Linked DNA regions of Sus scrofa: region 1 is linked to region 2. Evidence: chromatin contacts called from public Hi-C data. All regions are on one chromosome and are shown on one strand. Each heading gives the region's core, a stretch centred on a gene start, on an enhancer-like site or on the middle of the called end of the contact. The rest is flanking DNA. Distances are from core to core; before and after follow the strand shown.

Region 1 (4,653 bases), core at 1,533-4,032, 280 kb before region 2:
TTTCTCTCCTCTGATGTTCCCCACTCCTGTGATTGATGAGAATACACTTCTCCCTCTTCTGGGACATCTGGCTCTTTAGGAGGAAAGAGGAAACGTGGCGGACACCATCAGGCCAAGCACATGGCGTGTCAAAGCCTCTGGATGTTGGGGACCCTCTCAGATCAGCCCTAGGTGAAGACTGGGGTGGGGAGAAGGCCCGGGCGCTCTGGAGGCAGGGGCTAAAGCGCTGCTGGGGCAGCAGCTGTCCGCTGGACATCCCTCATTCCACAGAGTGAGATCCAGGCTTTCAAAGACGTGGATGGCTGACCTGGCTTTTGCTCCTGTCCCGTCATGTAACTGACTTTCCCCTCTTGCTTCCAGAAAAGTCCAAGAACAAAGTATCTTCATGGCCAATGTCATGCACCTGCCGGCTTTCCGTCATGCACCTGCCGGCTTTCCATCACGCCAGACACTGTGTTATGTGCTTTAGGGCACACATGTGAATAAGACCCATTTCTCGTTTTCAAGAAACCTGCGGTTTAGTGGAGGGAGATGGAGCCATACATGGCTCATTATGTAAAGTAATGTGAAGCGCTCCCAAACCAGATGTGCTTATTGGCACACATTTGAGCATAAGAGGAGGCTCGAAGTGCTCTGTTGCTGAGGGGTAAAAAGACAGCTGTGAGGTTTCTAAGGAGGGCAAATAAAATGCTGGGTGGTAGAGCCACGTGATCGTTTTTGTGTCTTGGATGGGTTTGGAGGTTGTGTTTAGCTTGCTTTCAGGGCCAGAGACTGGAGGCCTGCAGACTGGTATGGAGTTATTACAATATCTGGAGAAAAGACAGCGAGGCCTTGGAATTTGGAGTGGGGAGGGGGGCAGAGAAGGGAGGTAAAATGCAGTTGCTTATCCACTCCAAATGCAAGTGTTTGCATTAACCCTAAACTCCTGAGCAATGAGGTCCTGCTGTACAGAACAGGGGACTATATCTAGTCACTTGTGATGGAACATGATGGAGGATAATGTGAGAAAAAGAATGTATATATGTATGTATGTATGACTGGGTCACTTTGCTATACAGTAGAAATGGACTATAAATCAACTAGAATGGAAAAAATAAAAATTAAAAAAAGAATGTGCAAGATTTCCAGAAGGAGACTAGGGTGTAGGGGGAAGGATTTAAGAACGACTGAGCTTTAGAGCTGGGGATCTGGGGAAAGGATGACATGAACTGGGGCAGTGCTGGGGACTGGGGACAAAGAGATCACAGACCGTGGCACTGAGCACGATGCAGACCTGGGGATGTGGGGGAGGAAGAGGCTCAGAGGAAACCAGGAGATGGAGCCTCCGGGGAGATGTGGTGGAGATCCTGGGATTTAAGAGCTAAGGTATTTATAGACTGTGTTGGTGAAAAAGGGATGGTCTGTATTGAAGGAAAGAGTCGATTCTCCTAATTGGAATCTTTTGCATATTGTTTCCTTTGGCTGCGCCCACAGCATATAGAAATTCCCGGGCCAGGCATTGCACCCACGCCACAGCAGTGACCTGAGCTGCTGCAATGACATACCGGATCCTTAACCAGCTGGGCCACAAGGGAACTCCTCTTTTGTACTTTTGGACATCACTTTGGGGGCAGTATTTCCAAGAACTCAAGTAAGATCCAGGGAACGGAGTTAACTCTTAGGAAATCAAACCGCTGTCATCAGCCTGAAGGAGAGGGAAGCTTCTCAAGGAGCCCAGTGCTCTGAGCACAACCACTGCAGGGGGAAGTAAGGGCCGTGTCTGCCCAGGAAAGCCTTCAGCTTGGTTTAGACTCTGCTGAGAACTGCTAAATAAGACCTAAAAATCACACTATTTTGGTAACCAGCAGGTTTGACCTTAGAGAAGAATCTGCTTAGGACTTGCCAGCTTGAGTTTGGAACACTTAATTCCCTCCTAGACTTTCTTGAACAGCTTCTTAAACTCTGAGCAGGTTGCATGGATACAGAACCAAACAGCACTCACAGTAATCTAGCACCTTGCCTTGTGAAGTGTGGTCCCTGGGCCAGCAGCGTTGACACCACCTGGGAGCTTATTAGAAATGCAGAATCCACCAGATTAGAGCCTGCATTTCAATAAAATCCCCATGGATTCATATGCACATTAAAGTCTGAGAGGTATTGGTCTGGCACAGCAAGTTCCAGATACGGTTTTGCACTAGAATCATTTAGGTAATTTTAAGCTGCTTTTCCAAGCCTCCACCCCAGACTTTCCGATGTAGTCTGGTGATTTTCTTGGGTAGCTAGCTCTGGGACCCACTGACTTGTATAGTTTCAGAAATCCTTTTGTGATGAGGGGCAAATGGCAAGAGTCTTAGTAAATGGAAAACTAGTTTGAGCTCCATGTTTGTTTGGCTTATAATCATTATGGCTAAAGTCTCATGCCCTTAAAAACATGTATCATGTCTACATTGGCATTGAGCCACCTGTTCCTGATTCTCAGGACAATTTGATGAAAGGTGCTCAAGAAGGAACAAATATATCATTCCCCCCTCACTCCCCTCCCACCCCTGAAATGTTTGACCATTCATACATTGTCAAAAGTTGAATGGGCTTGACCAATTCACTGCCCAGTTTGAAAGCGACAAAAGTCAGCTGATGTTTACCAAGCACTCTGATGAAAAGAATTACCCAAGACCCAAACAATGTGATCCTTGTTAGTTGCATAGTTTATTTCTGTAGAAGATCAGAGCCAGAAGGGCCTTTCAGAGCTTTCCTCCAAGCTCTTGGGTAGAAAAAGAGAATCCAGGGAGAGATGGGCAGCTGCATTCCAACTGGTTTCATCCGAGAGGAAAGGACTTTTTGTTGTTTGCAAAATGGACCACATATTTGGTGCCTCATTAGAGGCACCAAACTTTGTATCCTAAGCTTAATATCAAGCACTGGGAAAAGTGCTGTAAACACAGAAAGATCTGGCTCCTGCTGGCTGCCCAGAGCCCATAAGACACATGGAATGCAGATGTCCTGGGAATTCAACAAGCGCGTTCTCAAACGCTGAGGTCTTTAATTAAGCAGGTGTTTTGGAAGTTGGTGCTGTGGAGTGTCCAGCCTTGGCGGAGCTTGTCTCGCTGAAAGATGGCACCGATCCAGCCCAGCAGCAGGCCTGAAATTGGCTTCAACTGGAGGCATTGGAATGTGCCATTGTTATTTTCTTCTTTCTTATCAAGCCCCATTAGCTCGAGCGAGGAAGGAACAGAAACAGGCTGGGAAAACATGTTGTTTCACTGGGTAAAAATTTACTACCAAGGAAATGATTTGTCTGTGTCCAAAAAAAGGACTCGTGGAGGCCTTTGGAAAGGTGCAGTCTTCCAAACGCTCTTGGACAGTTTCTCCCAGTGTCACCTAGCGAGAATGTTTCCCTTTGGCTGATGGCTGTTCTCACACAAGAACCCAGACATTCAGCTGAGGGCGCGTACACAGCTTCACGAAGTCAGCCCTTGCTTATTCACAGGACCGGAGGAGAGAAGTCACAGGAAGGGGGACGGATCGCAGAGGGTGTTAAGGTTGATCTTATTTGGCCGTGGAATTCAGTAAGACACGCGTTCCCTTAGGCTTTCCGACGTTGCTCATTACAGAATCACAGATGGATCCATCAATGCTAAAGTGCAAAGGCGGTACCCAAGACCTCATGAGAGAACGTACCCTGCCTTTTTTTCACCTCTAGTTTTAATCTCTGGCCACGTGTCTGGGGCTCTGGCAAGGAGAAGCTCTGCTGTGGTTGAACCATAGAAGTAATCACGTCCCACAGCCCGCTGAGCTCCAGTGCTATCATTGCGGAGTCTTCTGAATCCCAGAACAAAGCCTGCAGCCAGCAGAGGCTAAGCTGCCCCTGTCTTTGGCAGCTGTCAGAAGCAGAACCTTTCTGGGGGAGGGAACTAAACTTTCCTGGGTACCTTCTATGTGCCAGGCAGCGGCGATGGGACCTGTGAGCACACTGACTTAACGAATTCTCAGGGCATCCTAGGAGGCAGGCTGCTGTAGCTCTAGTTTGCAGAACACCTCAGCATCCCTGAGGTTAACAGCTTGCTCAGTGATATTCAGTTATCAGGTGCAGGAGCCTGGGTTCATGCCCTGCTCTGCTTGCTCCCGAAGTTCTCAGTTTTTCACCAAAGGTCAGGGCTCAGCCCTTTGGTCTTCTTTTCTTTTCTTTTTTTTTTTTGGTGGGGGGGAGGCCACATCTGTGACACATAGAAGCTCTCAGGCTAGGGGTTGAATTGGAGCTACAGCCGCCAGCCTATGCCACAGCCACAGCAATGACAGATCCGAGGCACATCTGTGACTACACCACAGCTCATGGCCACACCGATCCTTAACTCACTGAGCGAGGCCAGGGATCACACCTGCATCCTCATGGATACTAGTCAGGTTCGTTACCTTTGAGCCATGATGGGAAATCCTGGTCTTTTTTCTCTTAAGCTTTGGTGCTGGCAAAAATAGCCTAGGGCTTATTTTTCCTCTAGGCGTGGGGGAACCATTAGATTTTGTTTTGTTTTACAGGTTTGGGGTTTTTTTTTTTGGCCACGACTGCAGCATGCAGAAGTTTTTGGGCCAGGGATCAAAACTGTGCCACAGTGGTAACCTGAGCCACAGCAGTGGCAATGCCAGATCCTTAACTGCTAGGCTGCCAGGGAACTCCTT
Region 2 (4,707 bases), core at 1,915-4,414:
TCTATCGTCACCTCAAAAAGAAACCTCATACCCATTAGCAGTCACTCCTCATTCCATACTCCCAGCCCTAGGCAAATACTCATCTACCTCCTTGGTCTATGGACTTTCTTTTTCTGGGGAATTCATGTAAATTGAATCATACAGCATGTGGTCTTTTGAGACATGCTTCTTTCACTCGGCAAGATTTTAAAGTTCATTCTTGTAGCGTGAATCAATACTTCATTCTTTTCTGTTGTCAAATAAATTCTGTTATTCATTCATCAGTTAGTGGACATTGGGTTGATTCAACCTTTTGGCGATTTTGGTAACACTGCTATAAACATTTACATACAAGTCTTTATGTTTTCATTTCTTGGGTAGACATCTGGAAGTGGAATTGCGGAGTAACCCTAGGTTTAAGGCTTTGAGGATTTGTGGCATTGTTTTTCAAAGTGGCTGCACTATTTTTGATTCTCACCAGCTATGCTAAGGATTCCATTTCCTCTACATCTTTGCCAACATTTGATGTAATCTGACTTTTTTTACTTATAGACGTCCTAGTGGGTATGCAGCCATATCTCAGTGTGGTTTTGATTTGCATTTGCCTAATGACTATGAAGTTGAGAATCTTTTCATGTGCTTATTGGCCATTTAAACGTCCTCTTTAGAACAATATTTGTTGAAAAGACTATTCTTTCACATAGGTGAGTTTTTAATAGTAAAATTTAGTATATATGTTTCCATTATAAAAAAAACAGTATAAACTTGCGGAAATTTTTTAAAACGCAGAAAAGAATAAGGAAGAGAGAAGGTCCATGTTGCTTCTACCTGAAGACAGCAATATTTCCACTGTTGGAATATGCAGTATTTACATGAATATATGTACATATATATTTAACTCAAATGGCCTTATGCAATCAATCTCATTCTGTTTCTTCCTTTACCACTCAGTATTTTGTTTTGTGTACATCTAGTTTGTTGCTCCCAACTAACAGGTAGTAACTCATACTGTAAATGTACATTTACCACATTTTTGGTATGCTTTTCCCTAATAAGAAAACCTAGATTTCCTCCAACTTCCCCAACCATAAAGACCACCACAATGAACATCCCAGTACGTGCCACCCTAAAGATATGAGTGGAAATTTCCATCATATATATACCCTGAAGTGGATTTGCTGGGTTAAAGAGAATTCACATTCTTAATTTCACTAAGGACCTCTAAATGATTATTTTTAGACTGTCCTTACCAGTTTATATTTTCATCAAGACTGCAAGAGTTCCCACATACCCCATCGTCTCCAAAATTTGGTACATCTTTTTTATTTTTGCCATTCTGATGGGCATAACATGGTGTCTATAGTTTTATAGGGTATCTCCCTGATTGCTAGTAAATTTGAGAACTTGTTCATATACTTGTTAGCTAGTCAAGCCTCCCTTTCTGTTTATTGCCTGTTGGTGGACTCTGCCCAATTTTCTGTTGAGTATCACTAATTTTTTTCTCTGTGATTTTCTTGAGCCCCTTAAATAGTGAGTGATTTTTACCATTTTGATTATAATCAACAACAAGAAGTACATCACAACCAACACACATTATATATAATACATCAATATATTAATATATAGGATGTATAATTATAATCTTATTTATATGCATATACACTTAGATACATATAAGAGTATACATATATGAGTATACATCTATCAATATATTATTAATTATAGTATGTAATAACTATATCAGTAATGTGTAATTATATGTGTAAAGTTTATATTAAGTCTATATAATTAAATATGATTTAATATGTATTAATGTATTATACATGCAAATATATGTATTTCCAACCAATATACACTATGTGTATATATGAATGTTTTTTAATTTTACAGTTTTATTTATATGATGTAAACAAAAAGTTGATGAGTATATTCTCCTAATACTTGTTATGAGCTCTGATTTTTCCATTCTATTCGACTTTATTTTTTAAATTGTTTGAAATTCTCTAAATTAAATTTATCACTCAGTAATGGTCTACAAATCATTATCTAAAATCAATTGTCCTTGATGTAATTCCTGGTCAGTTATAGATTTGCAAACATCTCCTGATCTGTCATATCTCTGTTAATTTTGCCAAATGAGTACTTTGTTTATCAGAAATCTTTCATTTTGGTGGATTCAAATTTATTCATTATTTGAGTTCTAGGAAACTTCCCTCCACTCTAGTTCACATACATATTCTCCTACATGTTCTTCAGTTAGATTTATACATTTACCTTTTGAATTTAGGACTTCAGTCTGAGACCCAACTTTTTAATTTTTTTTTTTTTTTTTTTTTTTTTTTTTTGCTTTTTAGGGTCACACCCATGGCACATTGAGGTTCCCAGGCTAGGGATCCAATCAGAGCTACAGCCACTGGTCTACATCAGAGCCACATCTTCGACCTACACCACAGCTCATGGCAATGCCAGATCCTTAATCCACTGAGCGAGGCCAGGGATCAGATCTGCAACGTCATGGTTCCTAGTTGGATTGGTTTCCACTGCACCATGATGAGAACTCCCAACTTTTCAAATTTAATATAAGGTTAAGGATTCAACTTTATTTTCTTTACCTTTGTCTATAAAATGAGCTAATTTGGCCAGTACCATCAACTTAAGAATTTTTTTTTTTTTGCCATTCCTTGGTGGTACCTTATTTATCATATGTCAAATTGCCACATAATGTCAGGTGATTTGTCTCTTAGTCCATTTGTTTTTATACTAGTACTTTATCGTCTAATCATTTTTAATGGGATTTCTATCAAAGGCAGAAATCAGTCAAGGGGATAGATTGTTTTCAGGCAAGAGGGAGGCCTCCAGGATCCAAAGATCAGCCTGTTGGTGCAGGGGATCTGCCTCAGACTTTGATAGGGAAACAAGTTGCAGGAGGGGTGATTTATAGTTGGCGTTGTTTTTCCAGAAGAGGTCTCAGTCAGTTGTGTGAACAGGAAATGTTTTCTCTGTGGTCAGTTAGTTTCAGGGAACAAACAGTTTTAATCATAGCAAATCAATCATGAAATGGAAAATGGGAAGTTGGAGGGTCAGGCTCTGGCCTTGTCAGCAAGTTCAGGCAAAAGAGGAAAGGTCAGTGTTTGGCCTTGTCAGTGACCCCTCTCCTCCAGTACAAACATCATCTGTCTTAGAACAATCTCAGTAATTTCTGAGATTGGGGTTTTGGTCAAGGCTCAGTGAGACTGTCCATGGAGTCAGCAGTTCTCATGGGCATCTCCCTGGAGCACTAGATGAATCATGTCTTGAGCTCTGATGGTGGTCTGAAGCTGAGAAAGGGTTCTGGAGGAAAGGCACTTAATTAGGAGGGTACTTATAAAAGAAAGCAGGAAATTGATTCTTAGAGGATGTGTTAAGAAATAAAACCAAGGCTAACGAGAACCAGTCTCGTGGATGCCTGGACACTGGTGTGGAGATCCTTCCATGGTGGAGTCAGGACCATGGAGGCAACGCAGTGAATTCCTTGGAGCATCTCACATGTCCTGCTTATGAGTAGAGGTCAGAGAGGTTGGCAGCGGGGAGGCGGGGACAAGTATGAAACAACTGGGGACCCTGCATGTTTGTAAATAAATGAAGAATAGAGAAGGGAACGGGAAAGAGGGCAGAAATGGAAAGGAATAGGGGAGACATGGCTCAGGAAGTTCTGAAACTAAAGGACAATAGAAAAATTAAAGAATGATGAGAAGGATACAGAGGAGGAACGTGAAGGGGATTGGGCAAGGTAATCCCAGGCAATTGTGTTCCAGGATCATCAGCGGAAGCTGACCCCATTGTGATGCCATCTGCTTGTTCCACAGTTCTTGAGGAAGCAGTTTATCTCATGTCATCATCTGCTTCTGGGAGCTCTCAGGGAGCCTCAGTTTAAGGCCTGATATGGGGATGAATTTTCCTAACTTCAAAATAAGACTTGTATTTTTAAAAGATTGAAACATGAAAAGTCATATTCCTTATCATTTTGCAGCAACATGAGTGGTTAAGAAGACAGTATAAGATTCCCTCTACCTGGGTTCAACAGTGGTCTTTTCGTGTTTGTTTTGGTTTTTGGCCACACCCACAGCATGCAGAAATTCCCAGCCCAGGGATCAAACCCCTGCCACAGCAGTGACAACACCAGATCCCTAATTGCTAGGCTACCAGGGAACTCCTTTTGGTAGTATTTTTTTTTTCTGACCACCAAGTCTTCAACCTGAGATCATTAAGGGCTGAGGTGGGATACCTGGGGGAAAGATAGACTTGTGCTCTTGCCAATAAATATGAGTGTACTGAATAAGACCTTGCCAGTATTGAAGATTATCAGAATGAATCAGATTTGAATCTCCTATGGTCCAGCAAGAGTAAGGAATCTTCATGGAGCAGCCAGTAATTATTTTCATAAAGAGATAATCAATGTTGAGAGGAAAGTGAGGATCAGAGGATCATTAGGGTTAAAGGCAAGACTTTGGGCCACGTTAGGTTGAAGTTCCTCAGAGTGTGACTAATTTGAATGTACGAGTGCCATTGGCCCATTCCATGTTTTGAGTGGTAAGGATGGTAAGGACAATACAGTTTTTATGAGCCTGTAAGTACTTAGCCATGAAGTGAGTTCTATCACCAGAGAGGAACAGAGGGAGGAATTGCCCAAGTGGGAAAAATTCTAGCAGCAGCTTAGCTCAAGCTGTGGCCATTGACTGTTTGCAGGAG

Evidence for each region. Hi-C and Micro-C count contacts between places; a contact is called where the count stands out from the background.
Region 1: a Hi-C map of liver shows a contact between it and region 2, with 2.9 times the contacts expected there. The contact joins two enhancer-like sites. A contact is called at or near these places in 1 of 5 promoter capture datasets (liver), 15 of 47 Hi-C or Micro-C datasets (alveolar macrophages, embryonic fibroblasts, fetal heart ventricle and 9 more) and 1 of 2 datasets of contacts at active chromatin or transcription factors (skeletal muscle).

What each region holds. Positions count from the first base shown.
Region 1 is chr7:113,455,675-113,460,327 of Sscrofa11.1, reverse strand. All of the region lies in intron 5 of FBLN5 (fibulin-5), which reads left to right. Among named protein-coding and RNA genes, the nearest start is that of TC2N, 68 kb to the right of the region's middle. Within about 2 kb of position 2,782, at least 18 of the 83 cell types and tissues checked have an H3K27ac peak or open chromatin away from gene starts, as enhancers often do. A contact at or near this core is called in liver, where this site is marked.
Region 2 is chr7:113,177,733-113,182,439 of Sscrofa11.1, reverse strand. No RefSeq gene overlaps it. Among named protein-coding and RNA genes, the nearest start is that of PPP4R3A, 31 kb to the right of the region's middle. Within about 2 kb of position 3,164, at least 4 of the 83 cell types and tissues checked have an H3K27ac peak or open chromatin away from gene starts, as enhancers often do. A contact at or near this core is called in liver, where this site is marked.